2 separate regions of the Mus musculus genome follow, and region 1 is linked to region 2. The links are chromatin contacts, called in public HiChIP or PLAC-seq maps. All regions are on one chromosome and are shown on one strand. The core of a region is the stretch at or near the end of the contact, and the rest is flanking DNA. Distances in the headings are between cores, read along the strand shown.

What was found. HiChIP or PLAC-seq counts read pairs in DNA pulled down with a chosen protein or histone mark.
Region 1: a contact with region 2 is called in an H3K4me3 HiChIP or PLAC-seq map of neural progenitor cells, with 25 times the contacts expected there. The contact joins two enhancer-like sites. A contact is called at or near these places in 1 of 39 promoter capture datasets (hippocampal neurons), 1 of 484 Hi-C or Micro-C datasets (cerebellum) and 3 of 115 datasets of contacts at active chromatin or transcription factors (astrocytes, neural progenitor cells and stem cell-derived neural progenitor cells).

Annotation. Positions count from the first base shown.
Region 1 is chr5:85,567,275-85,574,129 of GRCm38.p6, reverse strand. No RefSeq gene overlaps it. Among named protein-coding and RNA genes, the nearest start is that of Gm35251, 140 kb to the left of the region's middle. Within about 2 kb of position 2,484, at least 27 of the 459 cell types and tissues checked have an H3K27ac peak or open chromatin away from gene starts, as enhancers often do. A contact at or near this core is called in astrocytes and neural progenitor cells, where this site is marked.
Region 2 is chr5:85,238,677-85,245,417 of GRCm38.p6, reverse strand. No RefSeq gene overlaps it. Among named protein-coding and RNA genes, the nearest start is that of Gm35251, 460 kb to the left of the region's middle. Within about 2 kb of position 4,752, at least 31 of the 459 cell types and tissues checked have an H3K27ac peak or open chromatin away from gene starts, as enhancers often do. A contact at or near this core is called in astrocytes and neural progenitor cells, where this site is marked.

The DNA.
Region 1 (6,855 bases), core at 1,235-3,734, 330 kb before region 2:
ACTGGTTAGTTCATAATGTTGTTCCACCTATAGGGTTGCAGATCCCTTTAGCTCATTGGGTACTTTATCTCCTCCATTGGGAGCCCTGTGATCCATCCATTAGCTGACTGTGAGCATCCACTTCTGTGTTTGCTAGGCCCTGGCATAGTCTCACAAGAGACAGCTACATCTGGGTCCTTTCGATAAAATCTTGCTAGTGTATGCAATGGTGTCAGCGAATGGAGTACTACTCAGCTATTAAAAAGAATGAATTTATGAAATTCCTAGCCAAATGGATGGACCTAAAGGGCATCATCCTAAGTGAGGTAACACATTCACAAAGGAACTCACACAATATGTACTCACTGATAAGTGGATATTAGCCCAAAACCTAGGATACCCAAGATATAAGATACAATTTGCTAAACACATGAAACTCAAGAAGAATGAAGACTGAAGTGTGGATACTATGCCCCTCCTTAGAAGTGGGAACAAAACACCCATGGAAGGAGTTACAGAGACAAAGTTTGGAGCTGAGATGAAAGGATGGACCATGTAGAGACTGCCATATCCAGGGATCCACCCCATAATCAGCATCCAAATGCTCATACCATTGTAACTTGTTCTTTTGAAGAATGCTTTCAGTTAATTTGATAGTGATTGCTATATGACTCAAAACATACATTTTAGCATATAATATAGAAAATATTTGTAAAGTAGCCATTGTTCTAATTTGATTTATTTAAGTGTTGAGACACAATGATGGTGGAATAATTCCTTTTATTTATTTATTTTTCTGAGTGATTGCAAAGAACACCATGGGAGAGTATCAGAATAAGCAGTTTCAGTACTAACCAAGCCAGGCTAGAGGACATTGTAACCAAAGTCAGGATTATTCCTTTCCTCCACTGATCAGATTTATCAACCTCAACTGCCAGTAACTCCAGTTTTCTATTCATTCTGTGGAGAGTTGTTCATAATCTGTTTCTCACTGTATCAAAGTAAAATGCTTATGGCCAGAGACAGATTATACTGGATGTATACCTGAATGAAGTTGAGCTCTTTCTTCCTAGAGCCATGTTTGTCCACAGCCCTTTATCCTCTAATAACCAGGTACGTTTCCTCAACAACAGTTTTCTCTTGGGCAAGTTACTGTGTCTTCCCCATACCCAACAGAATATGAGCATAAATGAATAGAGCCATATACAGCCATCTAGGCTTACACATTTCAAAATACCACCCACCTTTTTTTTTTTTTTTTTTTTTTTTTTTTTGCTTCTGGACCATTAAGTAAGACTTAAATCTCTTGCATTGAGAATTTACTATCTGGAAAATGGAGCTTTGATAGACTGTACTTCTCTCTAGTGTGGTGATAGTTTAGAGACTAAGGAGATGACTGCCTTGGACATGTTCCAAGATTGTCACATAAAAAGGGCCATTATGTTCAAGTTGTCCTGATCTTGATTTGGGCATAGTAGCAAGCAAAGCATTTCCATTGCCAGGGCATTCTTCTTTAGTAATGATTACTTCTGATATTTTCCATTTTTAACATGTTACCTCCAAATTCCCTTTGTTTGTTAGATCCCTCTTTTCTAAAAAAGCAAAGCAAAGCAAAACAAACAAACAAACCAACAAACAAAAATCCCACAAAAATCTTGAAGTATCTTCCAAGATTAGAAAAAAACAAATCCTTTAAGATTTTTTTTTTGACATTTATAGCAAAATAGCTACACAGCGGAAATCAAATTGGAATATTTAGAAAGCGAGAAGCTGGAGTGATAATTGCATGTAAGGGGAGGGAGAAAAATGGTTTTCAGGATGTTTGCTGGAAAGTTTGTCCTTGTCATCCTATACTACATCTTGTTTTTGAAATGCATTGAAAGTTGTCGCCAGTTTGATCTCTCAGATGGTATGGCTGCCAGTTCTTCCCCAACACTCTGCCACTTGGCTTTCCTCCAATGATGCCATGTGCAATGTCCCCTTCCCTCCTCCCTTCTCTAAATAGAGAGGAAAACAGGTCCATCCGGCATTTGCTTGCAAGCTGTATAATTGGAATTAAAATTCAAGACACAAATGTCTTCAACTCAGAGGGCTAATTGTAGCTACCGTTCCTCAAGTTTTCACTTCAAAGAATGTAACTCCGTGTTTAAATATCTGTAGAATGCAGAAGGAGGAGAAAAATACTCAAAGTTTGGATCTGAGTGAAGCAGAATTCCTATCACTTTAGAGCACAAAGCACACATCTTACATGCCCTTCAGCATAAAAATATTAGAAATCTAGTCCAGAGGAGTGATCAGTTAATCCGAAGAGTGTCAATCATGCCTGTTTCACAGATAGTTACATGATGTTTCTACTGTCACTTGTTGAATAGATTTATGGAATTTTAGCTGCATACTTTTAGAAAAATGAAACTCCTTGGATTCCAGGAAAACTGATCTGCCCCTAACTGGCTGGCTGTAGGTGTAAGTGAATTTGAGAGGCAGCGAAGTGGAAGGGACTCAAGGACTAGACCAGCTTGCAAGTCTGGAAATACTCCAACACAATGTCAGAACAGTAGGGACTCTCTCTGCACCTGCACAGGCTGCACTTAAAATTAATGATTATCTGTGAGAACAGACAACAAGGAAAATCTACTCTGCTCAGAAGTTCGCAGTGTGGATTAGCTTCATTGGTATCTAATGGCTGAGTGCCATTGAGCTGATCTTTTTTTTTTTGTACTTTCTGGCTCCTGCCTCAGGATGCCAGAAGCGCTTTGTTTAGCTAGTGTTTTATCTAATTTTGGCACAATCAATCCCACCCAATTCTCACTCAGCACAATTGGCAAGGCTATATTGTTTATAGCAAAGGTATTTCACCTTTAATTTCATGCCTAAAATTTTTATGTTTTCCTTGCATGAAAATATCTCTTTGTCTTTGGTTTATTTCTTCCTTCCTTTCTTCTTCCATCAAGCTATACACAAAACTATCACCCTCTTGCATTTCTGCCTTCTATTGTCTTTCACCTTTTGAATCTATATTTTTAATTCATTTTAAGATAAGCTTTAAAAAAAACCCTCATCCCTCTGCATTTTTCTCTTTTACAATGAACCAGAGAAACATAGATTTATCAGTAAGCAAATTTACACATGCAGTTTGTTCATTGTTTAGCAATAAATGTCTGTATTATATAATGAAGCTGGAGTATAAAATGTTTTAGTAGTATAAATTAAAGGCCCCATAATAAGTACAATGTTACCTATTATAGTGTCCCATAAATACATTTTTATTACAGATCCAGCAGGAATCCTTTCCCCACTTATCCTTATGTTTGCCTTTAGAAAGTATCTGTGTGATAGGGTAGCTGAGATGATTATCTGTCTTAATACCCTGGACAGCAACAATCTCTCAAAGTCTGGCTTTGTGGTGTATAACCTGTTAAAAGCTTTGAATGTGCAGTCTAAAGATGTAATTTTATGCATTGTACACTTTTATGCAAAATAGAATTAGTACCATACTATAAGGTATGATGTAAAAATACCTTGTAAATTGGACTTTAAAAGTCTATAGTTGCATGGATAGGATTATAAACTCCATATCTTCTTGTACACTAGAAGACTGCATTCCACATACATTGAAGGGTATACTTTGGAGAAGAACCATCACTGCAACCAAGTGATCATTGGAAGGGCTTAGGAACATTTAAATTAACTCATTTCACCTATTTCCCTTGTCATGTGTACTCAACTAGGTCAACTAATTGAGACTGGATGAGGTGGATATGTGCATCTTGTGAACAGTTTCTACAGTGTCTAAGGATCTACTTCATGTGCATCTCATAGAGAGGGCTGCAGCTGGGAGCATCACTACTTAATTCCAACTATGGAAAATAAGCAGGATTTTAGGATTCCCTAGAATATTTTGACATCCAACCAAGTGTTACACTTCCAACAACTGAATTCCACACTTTTACTACATTTAAATTGAATTGTTGGAAGGTAGGGTTATGGCATATGATCAAGAACAGATGAAATTCGGAGGCACTGGCTGCTGTGGAACCCAGGAAAGCCATACCTGGAAGACCTATGTAGGGTTTCTATAAACTTCTCCAATGTCCAGACTGAAGTTGCTGGTTTGTAGAGTCTACCAGAGACTGTTCACTATTTGGGGGCACCTTTTCACAGTCCTGTCTTCCAGTGCGATTGAAATGAGCAACCTACCACTCTGAGGCATGCAAGAAAATTTGTACCACTTGATGATCAACGAGAATCTGATGATGGAACTTGTGAATTGACAATCTCATGTGCAGAGCATACTGACTGCTATGGCTGGGTACAAGTGACTAAGATTACACACATTGAGACTGTATATTCTCCCAGCTTGGAGAACTTTGTCTAGCAGGGCTGTTGTCAGATGCTAGAGAAACAAACAGACAAATAACCACCCCTGCAACAGGTATCAAATGATATCAGTTTGTATCAGGCCTTGCTGAAACTGCCCTAGTTTCAGACACACCTCTTCCCTTTAGTCAGCTGTGCTATGACAACAGGTCTCCCGGCCTTGAAAATCTGTTAGGACCACTTTTGAGTCTGGAAACTTTGAAAAGCTGGTGATGAGATTGACACTTCAGGATCCCAGTATCTTTGCTTTCCAGTAAAGATGCTAAAGCATAGTAAGCTATTGCAGAGAACCTGGGGACCCAGTTGTAAGAAGGGGAGAGTGACTTTGAGTAGCTGAGTTTCTTTCAACTTCTTACATAACATTCCTCCTCTGAAGAAAGCAGCTTGCTTTATAATTAACATAAAGAGTAAAAATTTAGTAGATACGATTATCTATTATGTCCTGATCAATATGACTAGTTCCCATAGGGGAAAAAAAGAGATTAAATAGAGAAAGGGACACAGAGGTAGAACTTCACATGACTATTAGAATTAGGTTTCCACAAGACAGGAAAGGATCATTTAGTAGGAGAGTAGTTAACCAAATCAATACAGAACAAACCAAGTCCCTAATGTCAAGCCTCTATATTTCCCTGGTTTGTTTTCTTTCCAATTTTTGATAAAGTGTCTACGTTTTGTGTAAGAAATCAATAATAAGACATCAAGGTTTAATAATCTAATTTAGTTGTATATTAACAGGTCAATTATTTAATTCTTACATAAAAGTAAATATGTACATTCTCAAAGTAATATATGAAACTATAATACAACCACTGAAGATCTTGTAGGGTCTTCCCATGACTTCTTTCTATACCTACATACTATTTAGTAAACATGTTTAAGATCTTATTACGTAATATAATTTAGAAACATGGTTAGATTGAAGAGGGCTGTTATATTTTTTTATTCTAAGCTTTTAAATATAGCAGACCTGTGGTTCAGAATATGTCTATATCTCTATTCTATCCAAACAATAGAAGAAAGAATAAATCCATGTGCTCATGGTGTATTAATGTCACTTTTCTTTTATCAACTCATCAGACCGAACACCTGAGCATCTATTTCCTAGCTATTGTGAACAGGGTGGCAATAATCTGGCTGAGAAATATCTCTGTAATAGTATGCTGAATCCTTTGGTTGTATACTAAGCCATACTGTAGATGCACTTTTAGCTTTTTCTAAACTCCCCACACTGATTTACAGAGTGCCTACACTAGTTTGCAATCCTGCCAAGAGAGAATGAGGGTCCTGTTTCTGCATTTTCTCACTCACATTTCCTGTCTATTTATTTATTGAGGTGGGGCATGTCTGCTTTACATAGACTGGATGCCCTAGAATTTACTATGTAGATCTGGATGGCATTGGACTCACTAATTTCCCTATGTCTCTGTCTCCTATTTAAAGGCATGCTCAACCATACCTTGCTTGTTTTCTTTTATATTTAGACCACTCTGTTCAGGTATATAGTCCAGTTTTTAACCAGATCGTTTGCTGTCTTGATTCTTTGTTTTTGCCTTTTCTTTATATTCTCCTTAGTAATCTGTGATTGGGTTTAGAGTTGGCTGAGATTCTCACTCTGTGAGCTTCCTTTTCACTCGGTTGTTTTCTGTGATGTATAAAAGCCCTTTAGGTTCATGAGATCTCATTTGTCAACTGCTGTTCGTCATTCCTGAGCAAACCGAGTCCTAATCAGGAAGTCTTTTTCTACACCTATATCTTGTAGGTTACAATCTCTATTTTCTTCTAATGCTTTCGCCATTTCAGGCTTCACGTAGATGTTTTTGGTACACCACTTTTCCTAGCTCCACTTTTTGAAGGTGCCATCTTTCTTCTAGAGTATATTATAGACATCTCTATTAATATTAGATGACGGTAACTTCCTTAACTCATGTGTGGGTATTCTGTTTTATTCCATTGATTTTAATATCTTGCTGTTTTATTCCATTTATATCATGTCTGGTTTTGTGCCAGTGTCATGCTGATTTTTTACTGTTTAAAATAGTGTAGCCTTGGAATACAGCTTGAAGACTGTAACGGTACTTCCTCCAGCATTGTTCTTTAAGTTCATTTGGCACTCTAGGATCAGTAGTGATTCCTTATACATTTTAGGGGGTTTTCATAATGTCATGGGTATTTTGATTAGGATTGTGTTGAATCTGTATGTTGCCTTTTATAATATAATCATTTCCACAACATTAATTCTACCAATCCAGGGAATCAGTGGTTGGAGGACTTTTCTTTTTCTATAGCAATGATTTATTTTATTATTTTATTTTTATATTTGTTTGTTTGTTTTATTTTTTGAGCTAGGTGTTCTTTGTGTAGCCATAGCTGTCCTGCAGCTTACTCTATAAAACAGGGTAGGCTCAAGCTCAGAGATCCTCCTGCCTCTGTCTCCTGAGTTCTGGGAATAAAGGCATGCACCACCACTTCCCAGCTACAACGAATTTTTTTTAAAAA
Region 2 (6,741 bases), core at 3,503-6,002:
TTGTTTCTTTAAAAGAGCTGCATGGATAAACCCTTCATAAATCGAGATAACAATCTTTAATGATGTTCACAGCAATTATTTTCCAGCAAAAGCTAAATAGTGAAGATACTTTCTTGCCAGTGCTGGAAGAAGTGGATGGCCAAGGCTGGAATTATTTCCCTGCATTTAGCTGATGCTGTTTTCTGAAGACATTTCGCAGCTTGTGAGTAGCTGGCATGTGTTTTCATTGGGAAACTCAGAAACGGCTCATAGAGCATCGAGGATCCTCTTAGGGTCATGGAAGTTAATACCAAGGTGTGGTTAGAGGTAAATTGCCCAATTTATAATCCAATGTCTTGCTTTATTCTTATTCCTACAATATTATTAAACTGTAAAGAAAGGACAGATGTAGAAAAGTGTCATTCGTTTTCAAACACAGAGGGAAACAAAATCACATTGGCCTGGTGCCACAAACCTATGTCAGCTCCTTTCCCATCTCATGCTCATGTTACAATAGTAGGACTGGTGCTGACTCTGACAGAGACCCTCAAGCACAGGACAATCTGTACTCTGGTAAGAGGAAGGGCATTATGGGAAACTCCTGCTGAGTACAGTGTATGAATCTACCTTGTCCTTTCTACACTATCATCACTATTTATAGACTACCTTTACACTGCCACTTTAGAATTGAACTGATCACATTACCTATTACTTAACATACACATATTTGTATCTGAAAACAATAACATAATAGGTGCCCAGTAATAATAATGATTGTTATTATTATAAATAATAATAATTTAGAAATTAAATATAACAATTATAATTATATGATTATTTTATAACATTAAGTATTATTTAGTCTAATCTCCAAATATTCATTTTGATCAGTCCCACAATTGCTGGGATTACGTGAGTGTGCCACCACATCTGCTTTGGTTAATATTTATTAATATATTGATTCAAAAATATTTCCCCATTTTTTCACTTACAAAAGTACCATATGAAGATAAATGGTATCATAAAAATGGTAAATTTTGGTACAACCTTGTTTTAGTTTTATTTTACTTGACATCCCTTTCTTTTGCTTTAAAAGGTTCTTAAAGGGTCATAAATAGTACTGTCAGTACATGGAGCAATAGGCAGGTTATTCATAGACTAGTACACTGTCTTAGTTTTGGCCAGAGAAAGGTAAATGATCTAGGAAACATATTTGTCTCATTGTTTTAGAAACAAAACAAAATAAAAACACCTGAAAATACTAAGCAGAAGAAAAATCAGTTTTTAAATAAGGTAGGGAGTTCAGGAGAATGTACAAAGGAGCTTTATACATTTATTTAGCTGAAATCCCAAAAGTTTCGATGTTCAACAATCTGATTGCCTCTTAACAATGTTAATCACTGAGAAACTTTCATCATTGGAAAGAGAGGCCCCTTGGTCTTGCAAACTTTATATGCCTTAGTACGGGGGAAAGCCAGGGCCAAGAAGTGGGAGTGGTGGGAGTAGGGGAGGGGAGGGAGGGTCTGGGGACTTTTGGGATAGCATTGTAAATGTAAATGAAGAAAATACCTAATTAAAAAAAAAGAAAAAAAAGAAGTAAAGGAGAAAAAGTATTCTCTCCTAGTGCAATGCTATGTGTAAGTTAGGGCTGTTAGGTGAACCTGACCAAAGACAATAACATGTAGTTGCCTGGTATTTGCAGTGGGATAAAGCTAAACTGCCAGGCATACCATGTGCCAAAAGTAAAAGGTATTGCTAGATTTCTTATTCCAGCTTGGCTTTCCTCTTGTAAAGAGGGTCTTTACTGAAACAACCATTAATGAAAAAGAAGTCATGGATTTAAAATAGGACAAAAAGTGGTGTATAGGGGTTGGTGGAGATGAAATTATATCAATCTCAAAGACAAACAAATAAAACACATGTGCTTCGAGGTTGTGATTAAAAATTTTGGCCTTCTGCAAGAACATGGACAGCAGAACTCTCCCTTGCTTCCATTGTTAGTATTTCTTTGAGAGTCATTTGTTTTGGTTTGCAATTTGATTGTGTATTTTATCTGTCAGAATGATCTCCTCCAGCACTGAACCAACCCCCATTGGATAGATAAAAGAAGAGAACAATGGAGAGATTGATATCCAGAGCACTTCTAGATCACATCATTTATTCCAGCTCTGACCGCCAGCCTATCAGATGTCTGTGTCTGTGAATACTGTATCTTGGATAACAGTTACAAAATTGAGTGGCTTTGATAGTTATTCTTAATGATCTAGGGAAGAATAGTTATTAAAACAATGGAACTTCAATCGATAGCACTTGTAAAATACTGGGGATTATTGCCTTTTCCCATTTATTTATAATGTTGTAAGTTTAAACAGAGCTTTTCTCTTACCTACAAATAATAGTATACCATAGAAGGGTGAAGAGGGGGAGAATAGTGGTTAGTATATGCTTAAATGTGCGTAAACACACACTGTCTAGATCTACCCAATAAAATCTAAATCATAACAGTGTTATATTTTTATAGAAAATATGTGATTTGTAGCTGTAAGCTATACAAAAGAGGCTCTAGATTACACAAAATGGAACTTGTATATTGCTGAGAAATTTACAGTGAATAACTCAGAAGTGGGGTTATAAACTCAAATATCCTACCATTAAAAAAAAAAATTCTACATCAGTAAATGTGCAAATTATGCACAAATCCATAGAGGCTCCTAAAAGCTAAGTTGGAAAATGTAACTGATGACCAGATTACACTCTTAAAACCTGCTTCTGTTAGTGACCATCATGACTTTTATTTCAAAGTTTCCAATTGTTCTTATCCCAGAGGGCTTCATTCCAAAAAACCAATTCTCTCTTGCTGTTGAAGTCATTCTCTAGCAGAGGTGCCATACTTAGTGGAGCTCTACTGCTGCTCCCTTCCCTGTTGGTCTAGATCAGCAGTTAAGGGTCATGGAGCCAGACTGGCAGATTTGAATGTCGACTCCATAGCTTAATAGCTGAGTGATATTGGGCAAATCACTTAAATCCTCTTTAAATATTAGTTTTCTGTGTGATAAAAATAGGAAAATATTTTCCTCTTAGAAGAGCTATGTGATAGTGATCAAATGGGAGGCTTCTTTTGTTGTTGGGTTTTTTTGTTTGTTTGTTTTGTTTTGTTTTGTTTTGTTTTGTTTTGTTTTGTTTTGTTTTTGAGACATGGTTTCTCTGTAATCCTGGCTGTCCTGGAACTCACTCTGTAGATCAGGCTGGCCTCGAACTCAGAAATCTGCCTGCCTCTGCCTCCCAAGTGCTGGGATTAAAGGCATGTGCCATCACTGCCTGGTGGGAGGCTACTTTTAACATAAAATAACATACAATAAAAAATATATGTATATATTCTCCAATATCATTACATTATCATCACCAAATTATAATCATCTCTAGTTTCTTGCAACCTGTGGGAGGTAGTCAATAAAATGTTTTGTTCCAGGAAAGATCCAGCATCACAAGCAAATGTGGTTTTTGTGTTGAAATTACTCAGAGTACCTGAGCCTTCTCCTTGTTCTTGTCTAGATGGACAGTCACAAAAAGACCCAGCTTCTACCTTCAACTTCCTTTGCTCTGTATCAATCACTTCTTTCATCCCAACAAGGTAATATCCTCTTGACAGAATCGAAGAATGAACTTTCTAAACTCTTCCTCTCTTCCCTCTCTCTGTTCTTTCTCTCTCCTATTTCTCTGCTTTTCTATTTCTATTCAATATCCTAGACAAAAATTTTGTAAGGATATACCTCCAATGTTATTTCTTAGATTTTATGTTTCTTAAAGTAAAAATTAACCATAATCTAATGTAAGAATTTATTTTGGAAAAAAATGGGGATAAAAAAAATTAACCTCAGAAAAGGAGTCATTAAAAATCTGAAAAACAAAACCTCAGTAGTTCTAATATGTTATGACTAAGTTGTTACTCCCAATCATGTATTTCATTAATGTTTTATTAAAATAAAACACTGCAGGTTTGAATAAAATAGCTGGCATATATATCCCCTAGATAATACATTAATTAAGGAAGGCTATAAAATGAAAATACAATGCAACATATTTTAGTGTGGGACATAGACATTTTATTGATGACATGATTCACATTATCTTAAATGGAAAAAAATCTACACTTTCTACCTACAAACTATATCTACAAACTATAAATAATATTCATATATTTAAACATAATTTCAGTTATTGGACTTCAAAATTCCAGTAAAAATTACACTATTACAAAGTTGAAAGCCATAATAAAAATAAATGTCCTGACTTCACCAAGAAGAAACTGTCTTTATTGGTTAAACAGAATGATGTGTGTTTTTAATATTTATAACATATTTATAAAGTGATAGGAAGAATCAGATGCAGATGTTTTCAACTATTACTAAGTGTTGTTTGGAGGGACCATTTGAAATACCTACACTTGTGAAAATTTCAATTCAAAACTTTATAACTTGGGAACAATAAGATAAATTTTCCATAAAGCATATGTGGAGATTAAGATATGATTTGTAGTAAATTTGACACTTACACCGACTTAAGAATAAAATCTCAATAAGCAAATAAACCTGTGTGGATGAATGACGCAAGTCCAAATCTGCAAATTATGTGTGCCTTATATGTTCAAGTCATAAGAGTAAAAAGAACATGTCTACTGTGGCTTTCAAGTCCTCTCCCCTGGACTTGTAGATCTGACCCAGTAGTGAGAGTGTGAGGATGTCCTCTAGGATTTTCCATTCCCAATCCAATTGAAACAGGAGAGTTTTACATTTCCTTCCTTTCACTTTACTACAGTGATTTATTGTCTTCACTGTGCATTGGTTAATTTGCTCTGAATTACAGAACTTGCTTCTTTCACCAAGCTCATTTGCCTTTTAAACTAATTACAGAACATAGACAATACCACTATAGTCCCATTAGTTCATGTGGCAGGTGGACTTTAGCACTGAATCCAAATGATAATAGGGGATGTAATTGAAAAAGATCAGTAGAGGCACAAAGAAAAATGAAGAGACACATTTACACTATTTAGAGGAATCCACTCTTATATAAGAAAAAAAAAGACATGAGAACATTTTCTTCATAATAGTATTTATACATAGAACAATATAAAACTACTAAAAATATAGAGATTATTCTCTGAGACTGAGAAAATCGTGAAATGCATATACATTTATATATTATATAATCCACCCAGCCATACATACATACATTCACATATACACATATAAGTTTGCATGATGAAGCATCAACAAACCATTCTTGTTTTCATGCAGCCACCTCACCAGTGACAAGAGGAAACTATCATGAAGATACTGGCTATAAGGACCACACTCTAATTTTCGAAAGAACAAACAAGGTATTTTTACTTTGTTTTTGCTTAATGAGCACACTGGCACCAGAGAGATGTAAAACAATTTTGGCATGATGCCTGCACCTTATGTCACAGTTCCAAGGTGTCAGTCCTGATGGTGCTCACATTAGGGACTGCATAGCTCATTCATTTCTGCCGTGCTTCTCGCTCACCCTGGGTTACATAGCTACAAGGGACAATGCACCCTTTGGACCCTTTGTGGTTTATGAATTGTAAATCCAAAGGGAGAGGGAGACAGCTTGACTGAACCCAAATTATGTTGCAATAGATGGTAATGAATGTCCTGCTTTAGCAGGATAATAGAACTCCTGTTTATTGGCAGTCATTCAGGCTGTATCTCTCCCATCTATTTTCTCTCTTGGCCTTGACCCTAATCCAGCAATTGCACATCCCCAGCTGCTCTTTAAGCTGCCTCATTAGCAGCGCACCATTGGGCAGCTCCCATGACAGTCATCCAATAGGATGAAAGTGACATGGGGCCAAAGACTGTAACTGATTGGCAAGCATGGCAATGAAATATGAGACAGGGCTGTGTGAAGAAGGCATCTGAGAGTGTTGGAATGGGCTGAGCAGTTAAGGAATTTTAGGCACATGATATCTTCACAGTTCTACATTGTTGTTTCCTAAGTGTTTGAAAATAATCCTAAGATACTTTATTTTTATTTTCTACTTTTTTTGCATATACATGAGATTTTTTTCTTTCTTTATTTACATTTAAAATGTTATCCCCTTTCCTCATTTTCCCTCTGAAAATCCCTTATCCCTTCCCCACTCACTGTTCATCAACCCACCCACTCCTGCTTCCTGTCCCTGGCATTCCCCTATACTGAGGCACAGAACCTTCACAAGACCAAGGGCTTCTTATCCCATTGATGACCAACTAGATCATCCTCCACTACGTATGCAGCTAGAGCCATGAGTGCCACCATGTGTTTTCTTTGGTTGGTGGTTTAGTTCCTGGGAGCTTTGGAAGTACTGGTTAGTCCATATTGTTGTTCTTCCTATGGGGCTGCAAACCCCTTCAGCTCCTTGGGTACTTTCTCTAGCTCCTTCACTGGGGAGCCTGTACTCTGTCCAATAAATGGCTGTGAGCATCCACTTCTGTATTTGTCAGACACTGGCAGAGCCTCTCAGGAGACAGCTATATCAGGCTCCTGTCAGCAGGATCTTGTTAGCATCCACAATCGTGTCTGGTTTTGGTGACTGTATATGGAATGGGTCCTCAAGTGGGGTAGTCTCTAGATGGTTAATCCTTCAGTCTCTGCACCTAACGTGTAACTCCTTCCATGGGTATTTTGTTCCCCCTTCTAAGAAGGATCAAAATATCCACTCTAATATTTTCTTTATATGCTCCTAAAGAATATATT